Regions from separate parts of the Sus scrofa genome. Here region 1 is linked to region 2. The links are chromatin contacts, called in public HiChIP or PLAC-seq maps. All regions are on one chromosome and are shown on one strand. The core of a region is the stretch at or near the end of the contact, and the rest is flanking DNA. Distances in the headings are between cores, read along the strand shown. Region 1 holds the start of CSRNP1 (cysteine/serine-rich nuclear protein 1). Region 2 holds the start of GORASP1 (Golgi reassembly-stacking protein 1).

The links. HiChIP or PLAC-seq counts read pairs in DNA pulled down with a chosen protein or histone mark.
Region 1: an H3K27ac HiChIP or PLAC-seq map of alveolar macrophages shows a contact between it and region 2. The contact joins the promoter of CSRNP1 here to the promoter of GORASP1 in region 2. A contact is called at or near these places in 1 of 5 promoter capture datasets (liver), 3 of 47 Hi-C or Micro-C datasets (epiblast stem cells, heart right ventricle and skeletal muscle) and 2 of 2 datasets of contacts at active chromatin or transcription factors (alveolar macrophages and skeletal muscle).

The regions. Positions count from the first base shown.
Region 1 is chr13:23,843,295-23,848,113 of Sscrofa11.1, reverse strand. It overlaps CSRNP1 (cysteine/serine-rich nuclear protein 1), which reads left to right and starts at 2,916. Exons shown (of 5, transcript XM_003132123.4): 1 at 2,916-3,125. LOC106505568 (a long non-coding RNA gene) reads right to left here and starts at 4,301. Exons shown (of 3, transcript XR_002338214.1): 1 at 4,014-4,301.
Region 2 is chr13:23,794,213-23,799,473 of Sscrofa11.1, reverse strand. GORASP1 (Golgi reassembly-stacking protein 1) reads left to right here and starts at 1,966. Exons shown (of 9, transcript XM_003132121.4): 1 at 1,966-2,145. The coding sequence starts at 2,083. TTC21A (tetratricopeptide repeat protein 21A) reads right to left here and starts at 1,956. Exons shown (of 28, transcript XM_021071679.1): 1 at 1,759-1,956; 2 at 390-519. The coding sequence starts at 1,785.

The DNA.
Region 1 (4,819 bases), core at 1,667-4,166, 48 kb before region 2:
ATTCTAAGCCCCCACTCCAGTCCCTGCCAACTCCCTGCCTTGGTCTCCGTCCTGTCTGGTTTCCCTCATACACAGCCCACAGGATGCAAAGTGAGGCAGCCTGAGAGACTCTCATTCACACTAGTGCCCAACACTGCCCAGTTCCTTGATGAGCGGGCAGCATCTTCTAGAAACTAACTCAGGGAATGTTGAAGGTGGTGGAGTTCTCTGGTCCAGTGCTCCCATTTTACAAATGGAAGACTTAAGGAGAGAGAGAGAGACAAAGAAACAGACAGACCAGAGAAAACTAGAACTTCATTATAGGTCACAGAGACCCCCTTTGTCCAGGGGACCTGGCGAGAGGATTAGAGGCAGGAATTCGGAGGCAGTGGAACAAATGATTCCTTGGGACCAGAAAGCCCTACAACCCAGCAGCCACAGGAGACATCACAGCTGAGTATTTGAAGGGGGTAGGAGCAAGTGGGTGGCCACCCACCACATAGCCCTAAGGGCTGAGTCACCTCTAGCAAGGGACTTCTGAGCTGTCAGCCACACCCAGGGCTTCAGTGTAGAAGCTGTATACGCTGATGACCCTTCCATCTCCACTTCCGGCCCTGCCCTCTTCTTGAGTCCCAGATCCTTGCACACATTTACTATGCAGACCTAATTTATTCAATACGTTCTCAAGGAGCACAGAGGACAGTCAGTCACAGCCCCTGCCCTCCTAATGCTCAAGGACAACTCACAAAGAAATGCACTAGGAAACCATACAGCGAAGTGGGATGCAAGGCAGGTACAGGCTGGAGATTAGCATCTTTGGAAGTTTAAACCAGGATGAGCAGAACACACCCCCAAAACTGACTGCCAGCAATCAGGACTGGAGTGCAGTTTGTGTGTGTGTGTGTGTGTGTGTTTGTGTGTGTGTGTGTGTGTGTGTATCTTTTTGTCTTTTTAGGGCTGCACCCATGGCACATGGAGGTTCCCAGGCTAGGGGTCGAACCAGAGCTGTAGCCTCCAGCCTATGCCAGAGACACAGCAATGCCAGATCCGAGCCGTGTCTGTGATCTACACCACAGCTCACAACAATGCCAGATCCTTTACCCACGGAGCGAGGCTAGGGATCAAACCTGCAACCTCATGGTTCCTAGTGGGATTCATTTCCACTGCGCCACGATGGGAACTCCTGGAATACAGTTATCAAGGGCGTGGGCTGGAGCACAGAGGTAAGGATGCAAGAAACTTAAGGAGGTATAGAACTGAATATCTCATGTGTAAATTAAAACTAGTGTGGTTGTACCAGTATTACAAGCACAATGTACAAATAAAAAATGTGCACACATTAAAGACATTATCGTTAAGGAGCAGGGAAAGGAGTGGGACAACTCACAAGGAAATGCACAGGCATTTTGAAGAGAGAGGTGAGGTTGCAAAGGTAGGCAAGGGCCTGATTATTCCAGCTTTGTAGGTATGAAGTTGAGACTTCATCCTGAGAGCACTGGGAAGTCACTGGAAGGTTGGCTTCCGCTGTCCAGCCACCTCCCCCAGAAGGCCCCCCCAGGTACATACATTCAGTGCATCCAGGAAGAACAGGAGCAGTAGCTTCCCCCTTACATTCTTCCTAGGAAAAGGAAAGGGCAGGCAGACCCCCTCTTGACCCCCTCTATAGACACACCTGTGGCCGTTAAGGGAGATCTTTCCATCATCTGTACCCCAGATGCCAACCAGGCAGAACAGGTCACCCCCACTGCTCACCTGGAGTTAGGTAGAAAGCAACCCTGAGGGCTGGACTAGTCACAGACAGCACTCATCTAGGACAGTCAGAGAAGAACCCAGAATGCAGCGGGAGCCAGACTGGGAGGGGGAGGGTCAGGAGCCCACGAAGTCTCCCTGGAGGAGGCAGTGCAAGTTGAGACCTTAAGGGCGTTGGGATTTTGCTAAGCAGTGAGAGAACAAGAAGGCATTCGAGGTGAGAGGAAAGGCTGCTGCAAAGGTGTGAGGGTGGAAACGCTCAAGAGACGTGGTGGGTGGTGGTGGGTCGGATCTGACCAGGGGTTGGGAAGATGGGTGGAGGGTGGGCTCCTGGGCCAGAACTCGCCGCGGAGACATGCACACACTTTCCCAGGCGCAGTAACATTGGAGGAATTGGCCCTTAGTCAGGAAAGGCCTTGGCGGGAGCAGAGCAGGCAGTGGGCCATTTAAGTGGCCAGGGTCTGGCTCAGAAGAAACTACCCTTCTCTCTTCCTTTTTTTTTTTTTCTTTCTTTTTTTTTTAAGGGAGGGATGGGGTGGCGGTGGGGTGGGGGTAAACTGGTTCCAGGAATCCCTAGCTTTGGGCTTCTGCAGGGTTTCTCGCCCGTGCGCAGAGGTGAAGGTCAGGCCCAAGGATGACCTTCTCCCCCCCCTCCCCCCCCCCCCGCCCCGTCCCCACCTCCACTCCCCTCCTCTGGTTCATCTCCAGGTTACTTTCCAGGCGGATGGGGGCGGGTAGGGAGGAAGGAATATTTGATTGGATTATAGTAAACTGCCTCGGGCAAGGTGGGGGTAAGATGTATAGGAGGCCTCGGCTCTGCCACCCACGGATGGCCTGAGGTACGCTCTGCATTGCTCTGGGCCTCAGTCTACCTATCTGTGAACTGGGGCCGTGAAGAGAGGTGGGGATCTTTACGATCCTGCTCTGCCGGCCCGGAGCTTCGGGGATTCTCCAAAAGTGTGTGCGGAGGAGAGCCCGCGGGATTGCGGCGGAGGGGCGAAGGAGGGGGCTGGGGGTGGAGAGCGCCAGCGGCGCTGGCGCGAGGTCAGAGTCCGCAGGGAGGCCTGCGGCTGCTGCGCCGGCTCGGGAGGGGGAGGAGGCGGTGCCTCCGGGGCGGGGCGGGGCGGGGCGGGGCGGGGCGGGGCGGGAGGCCCGGCATGCGTCAGCGCCGTGAGCCCCGGAGTTTTCCACTGACGAGGAGGGCGGAGTTGCGGGCGGGGCCGGGCGCAGCCAGTCTCCCGCCGCCGCCGCTGCTGCCGGACGCACAGAGAGAGAGGGGCTGCTGGGCAGATCGCTGCCGGCTGAGCGAGCTAGCGAGCGCGGGGTCGCCGTGTAGGGGGCGTTCCCAGCCGGGACGCAGGTCTCAGCGTTGCCCTTGGCGAGCATCCGGATCTCAGGTCAGTGTCGGGGGCTTCAGACCGGTGGGACAGACTTTAGGAAGGGGGCGTCCCGTGCGGGGGGCGCTGCTCCCCGGCCCCTGCCGTTTTCTCCAGCCACCTTTGCTCGGGCGCCAGGACGAAGACAGCCTGGCCCCGGACCGCGCGCCACGGAGGAAGTCCGGGCCGGGAGCCGGGGAGGCGACAGTCTCAGGTTTTCCGCTCCCCTCCCCTCCCCCGCCCCGCCACTGGGACCCCAAGAAGTCCCTGTGCCCCGAGCCTGGGGTGAGTGGCAGCCGAGCCGGGATAGCGCGCGGGTGGCGGGGTGGCGGCGGGCGCGCGTCCCGGGTGAGTTCCCTTTTGACCCAGTTGCCTGAGAACTTTTCAGAAGTTCCTCGCGTGGCCGGAGCAGGTGACATTTGTCGCCTTCCTCCTCGGGCTCCCCCCGGGGGCGGGTGCCGGGGCTGCGGCGAGTGCCCGGCGCCCGTCAGGGAGGGAGTGGAGAGAAGAGCGAGGAGTGAGGCTCCGTGAGTCACGGACCCCTGGAGGGAGGGAGGGATTATGTCGTATGCTCACCTGTTTGTCAGTCACCGTCACACGCAGAGGCCACCGCTGTGAGTCACGGGCGCAGCTACACTGGCCACCCGCGGGCACACGTAGGCTTCTCCCACTCACGGCTCCCTCCCCAGCACGTACTTCCTCCTGGTCCTCAGTTTACCCTCCCCGGGGGCCCCGTTAAGATGCCCACACCACAGCAGCCGTCGCACACACTTAGTCACTCCTACTCCCTGGCACAGTCACGCACAGCCCACACTCATGACACAAGAGGGTCCCTGCCTGGCTCCACTGCCCACCCGACACCTCCACTCCGATGCCTCACAGTCCTCTGGAGCGCAACTCATCACTTACCCCAAATCCTCAACTTCACTGGCCTCTTTGGTCCCCAGCTCCAGAGGTCACCAAGTTCCTGCCCCCTTTCTCCTAAGCCTTTGGCCTGTCATCTCTCACCTAGCTCTGGTCCAACTGGTCACACCCCCTCCAGTCCTGAGCGGGAGCCATCTTTTTAAAATGCAAATCTGGTATGTCACTCCCTACTTAAAACCTTTCAGTGGCTTCCTGAGCCCTCAGGCTAAAGCCTGCTGTAACTGCCCAGGCTCCTGAAGCCCCCTCGCAGGCTGCCCCTTTCCCCTCACCTCCCTAGCTCTCCCTCCTCTAGCCCCCACTCTGGTATTTTTCCTACTTCCTCTCCTTTCCTTGGAGATACCTGACTTCACCTAACCAGGGATATCTTGCCTTAGTGGAGTGGAACAAAATAAATACCTAATTTTAACTTCAAAAAAAAATATCCCTCCCACTCTCCATTCCAGCACTCAACACAGTTTGTAACTCTAATTATACTCCGCCCCACTAAACTCACAGCTCTAAGGGGGCAGCACTAGTGTATGTCTTACTCTGTGTATGCCCAGGTGCCTGACACAGTGCTTGGCATGTCCTAGGCGCTCAATAAATATTTGTTGATTGAATGAATAAATGAATGAGAGTGAAGGGGCCCCGCTTAGGTGGAGGAAGCGTTCACTGTCAGGTGCAATTTCCCTTCTGCAGGAGCAATTGCCTCATGTAGCCAGCAAACTTTTGGCACCTCCCCAGTGCCAGGCCCTGGAGGCCAAGGCTGAGGAACTGTCCCCTCCCCCCGTCACTTTCTGAGGGTTGGGTGG
Region 2 (5,261 bases), core at 717-3,216:
CAGTGAGTCAGCACCTGCATCGGCCCCACTCCTCTCCCTGATCCTGTCCCATAACTGCCTGTGCCCACACCTATCACTTCTTCCCTTTCCTGCACTACCAGCTCTCAGCTTCCAAGCCTGGAATTGGTTCAATAATCATGCAGTCACCTCTCCACCCACTCCTTTTACAGACAGAGAAACCGAGGTGTAGAGCAGGGGTAGTGAGCTCTCTGAGGTCTCAAAAGTCAACTAGATATGGATTACACAGCCTTCTGCGGATGAACCTGGGACTCTAGTCACTGCGTATAAGACTGTTTCCATGGGAATATGACTGGGGTAGAAGTAGGCATCCAGGTGGAGCCAGCGCACCAGTGCGCTGTTGACAAGTTGACGAATTGACAAGTCCTTACCTTCCATGAGGACTCCATAGGCTTTAAAGAACTGCAGCACGGGATCATTGTTGAATTTTTCCAGGCCCACAGCTGCAGCCTGCTGCATGTGGCGGAAATACCTTTCTTGGCAGTAGTAAATGATTCCAGCCTATGAGAAGGAAGACACAGGTGCAACAGCCCCAGTTCTTTCTGTCTCTGTTCTAACCCACTGCCTCCTCTATTCCCTTCTCCCTCTCCATTTCTGTAAAGAGAAGAGAAAGACTATTCAGGCCTTATCCTGTTCCTTCTCAGCCCTAGGAACAGCTCCATATATTTTCCCTGGGAAGAAGTTTGGAGATATTTGTTTTGGAATTAACCACAGATTCTGGTTCAAATGTGATAGAGAATTCAATTTAGGTTTTGCCTTAGGAATGGAATAAGGGGGAAGAGAGAGGACTGATAATAAGAATCATGACACCAATAGAGTAACAAGTTACTGTGAGCTAACCACCTGTTGGGAAGTATATCAAGGGCTTTACCCATTATCTTATGCATTATCCTCTCCCTATCCTTCACAGTTAAGGAAGCCAAAGCCCAGGGAAGCTGTGGCTTGACAAAGGTCGCACAATAATAGGGGCTGAAATTTCAAAGTGAAGTCTCACTTCCCCTAAGGTTTGTGGGGGTTGGGGTTGGGGATAGATGTGGTTGGATTGTATACAGCCTTGTGGGCCATATGAAAGAGCGCAGACATCATCCTGAGGGTAAGAGGAAGCAGCTGGAATGGTTTTAAGCACAGAGGAGTGGAGGGAAAGTATTCAGATGGTTGCTGTTGTTGTTGGTGGTAGTGGTGGTAGGGTACTGCTGGTGAAGAGAGCTGAAGCAAGGAAACCAGTTGGGAGGGGACAGTCGTAGGTGCCTGGAGGGGAGATGGTGGTGATCCTGGGCTAGGAGATAAAAAGTGGATGATTTCAGGAGATAGTTAGGAGCTGACAGTTCCTGCCCATACACAGAATCTGGAGATGAGTATGGGGAAGAATAATAGCTGGGGGATCAAATGGTGGTGACATCCACTGGGGTGAAGGACACAAGAGGCACAGGCAGGGGGAGGGGAGATAATGGCAAGGTGATGGAGATAGCTTTTTACACTTTAGTTTGGAGGAGCTCGGGGATAGGACTGGGTGGGGATGATAATGAGGGGCTCAAAGTACACAGAGAACCCTAGAGAGGATCCGCTCGCCACGGAAAGAGACAAGAAGGGACCATGACCGCCTGAAGAGGCTGAGGACAGTGAAATATGGGTAGGGGGGATGGTAAGAGCGGTCATAGAAGTGACAGGAGAGATGCAAGGCGCGGGGGATCACCGGGCCAAGGGTGGAGAGTCCTGGGTGGGAGTGCCGGGACCACGCACCATAAGAGAGGAGTCATTGTTGCTCATCTCCAGGCGCCCACGGCTCCGAGTCCGGGCCTGGGGGTGCCTTGCGAAGCTGGATTCTCAAATCAGGGTCCAGGACACACCTCTCTGGGCCGGAAGTCGGAGGCGCGCGCGTCCTTGGAAACAGAGCTGCCGGCCGCTTGCTAGGGGCGTCAGAGTCGGGTGGGCGTGGCCACTCACCCACGTGACAGGCGCTGCTAATCGAGCGCGGAGAGGGCGACTCCGCGCAAGTGACGCCTAAGTCGGCCTCCAGGGTGGGCTCCGCGATTCTGGACACCCGCGCGGGAGCCAACTGTGACCATGGGCCTGGGCGCCAGCGCCGAGCAGCCCGTGGGCGGCACTGAGGGCTTCCACCTGCACGGGGTGAGTCGCCCCCGCGGCGCTGGTGAACTTGGAGCAGCGCCTACAGCTACCCCCCGGACGCCCGATCGCCGGCCCGGGGGCTGCAGTGACCGGGTCCCGGCTCTATTGTGGCTGCCCGGGGGAGGATGGTGTCCCTTTCCGGTGGGAGCCGCCGGCGAGAAGCGACCCCGCGGCCTTCCTGGGCCCCAGCCGGTCTGCGGCCGCGGTCCGCTCGGCGCCAGCCCCGAGTGCCAACTCTGCAGGAAGCGGGAGCGTTTCCTGGTCGGGTCAGGCCGCCCCGAAATGGCATTTCTGGCGGGTGAAAAGTGAGTGCACCAGGTCCGTACGGGACGCATTTGTGCACTTGGGTCACATTTATGATCGCCTGCTGTGCACCTCACTCTGTGCTAGGCCTGGACAGAGAGCCAGCAACGCTGAGGCCCCGGCGATCCCCGTCCTTGGAACCAGGGGATCTGGGTAACCTAGTGGACGCCAACTTCCAGGGAGCACGCCAGCGCGCATCTCGTCTGTGGTGGGATCGAAGGGCTTACGGGGGGTTGAGGACCAGTGAGAATCAGCCAGGAAAAGTGGGAGCGGGAGAGCCAAGAGAATGTGGCAGAGGGCTTGGGGAGAGTTTGCAGCAGGGGTAGGGTTCCCAGGTGGAACTTTGCAAAGAAGCGGGGTAAGGCCACGGCTGAGAATGTGCCCTCGGTGTGGCCCCAAAGGGGCCAGGATGAGCAGTCCTGGGGAAAGTAGAGATGGGTTGGGTTTTTAGAGTCTGAAGGTGAGGAGGGGGGCCCGAAGCCAGATGGAGATTTGGGGTGTTTTGTACAGCGGAGAAGGAGGGGTTGTAACAGAGTTGACAAGGGCAGGAGGGTCTCTGCCTTCACCCTTGTGTGCTGTTGATGACTGCAGAGATGGGGGTAAGCAAGCCAGCTTGTCAGTTTGGTAGTGGCTGTTGAGTGGTCTCTTTATTGTTATGGGAGATTCTGTTAACAACTATGAGGTTAGGGGGCGGGGGTTAAAGGAGGGGTTTCCTAAAAGGAAAGCCAGGACAGGCACCTGCCTGGAAAGGTCTATAGTGAAATGCCGGCAGCCAGAAGAGTCTTCCAACAGGTTTGATGGAAGGCAAATTGAGAATATTGACAAGGAAAGGGGACAATGGTAAGAGCGAGGACAGGAAGGGCCTACTGGAAAGGGACAGAGTAGAGAGTGAGGAATTGGAGATCTTCCTTCACAAAAGTTTTTTTGTTTCATACGTGTAACTTTATTTAAAATTGTTTCAATTGAGGTATAGTTGATATACAATATTATATGTGTGCGCAATATAGTGGTTCACAATTTTTAAAAGTTATACTTCATTTATAGTTATTATAAAATATTGGTTATATTCCCTGTGCTGTATAATATATCCTTATAGCCAAAACAGTGATTTTTGAGCACGTGCTCTGTGGCAGGTAGAATTCTAGGCACCAAAGATAAAGCAATGAACAAAACAGACTTCGTCCCTATTCTCATGGAGCTTACATTTGGATGCTGGCAGGGAGAGGAGGGACACAGACAAGAAATAGAAATATATGGTAGGTGGTGATCCTTGCTAGGGAGAAAAAGAAATAGGATAAGCAGATGCAGAATGAAGAGTGGATGCCGTTTTAGATGGGTCAAGAAAGGCCTCTGATCAAGTAACATTTGAACAGACACCTCGCAAGGAAGTGAAGTGTGGACAATACCGATATTTGGGGGGAGAGCATTGTGGGCATAGGGGGGCCCTGAGGTGGGATTGTGTTTGTGCTTGAGGAGAAGCAAGGAGTTGGGGCTGGTGTGCTTGGATGGTGTGGCCTGTGTAAGGAAAGTGGTAATGGAGAGGCCAGGTTGTGTGGGGCCTTGCATGTTGTATTGAGGGTTTCGGATTTTGTTCTAGATGTGGTGCCATCAGGAGGTTTTAAATGGAGGTGTGACATTAACTATTTAACGTTTTGAAAACCGAAGAGCAAGTGTGCTGCCTTCTCTGCATTTGGGGGTTCCCACTGTGTGCCAGGCACAGCGAAGTCGCTGCCTTCAGCAAGCTCACAGCAGTGGAGGATTCACCAGGAAATGTTGCAGGGCAGCGGGCAGGAGCGGGCTGTGAGTCGGATTTCCTGAGGTCAGACTGTTGTTGAATAACAGAGCTTTTCCTCCCCTGTCAGTTGGGGTTGGTGAGAGGGTTAAATGGGGGAAGCCAGTGGTGCAGTGCCCTGGTGCCCAGCCAACCCTCAGGAGGTGGAAGCTGCCATCATTGTTAACCGCATTAGGTGCCCTGATGGGAGATGTGGGGGTGGGGGGAGCATTATGAAAGCCGCACGCATCATGGGACTACGGGGTCAGGTATGACAGGAGCCCCCAGGGAGAGCCAGACAGAGGGCGGCACTAGTTTCGGGACTGTGGGTGCAGTGGGCAGCGGTGTGCATGGTTTATGCTGTGGAGCCATGGTGAGCCATATCAAGGCCCAGAGCAAGGGCAATGGAACACAGCCAGACCAAGGACAAGGCCACAGGAGCGGGGAGGTGGGGGTGCTGGGTGGGCTGGGAGAGGGCTGGGCCTGTGCCCTGGGGCCTGAGTCTCTGAGCCTCAACATTGAGAGTAGAAGGCAACTGGTCTCTGAGCAGGGTTTTTAATTGATGGAGGTGGAGTGGCCCAGCACAGGGAGGAGCCGCTCCCTGCCACCTCTCCCTCATTAACTGTCCTCTGATTCCCTAGATACCTGGTCCCAGCTTTCCCCTGAAGGGCTGGAGACAAGCTCCAAGCAGCTGCCCTCTGGGCCAGGCCAACTAGGGCTGGGATTGGTATCTGGCCTCACCCTCAGTGAGCAGCTTCTGGAGGTGGAAGGAGGGGGTCTCTTGGTGCCATGGCCAGGAGGGAGTCCTGATTCCAAGGGCAAATTGGCTTTGATCCAAAGCCTCAGTGGTGAGCTCTCCTTCAAGGAGACTCTGAGGACTGAAGGGGCTGATGGGTGGCAGAAGCCACAGGGCCCTCCCTTCAAGGAGGCACCCAGAACCTGAGGCCAGATGAGCCCTGTGCCTTGTGTGCTGGGGCTTGTGAGGGCATCGAGCTCTAACAGCCAAAGGCCTGAGGGTGTGGGGCCCACCTTCTGTCCAGAC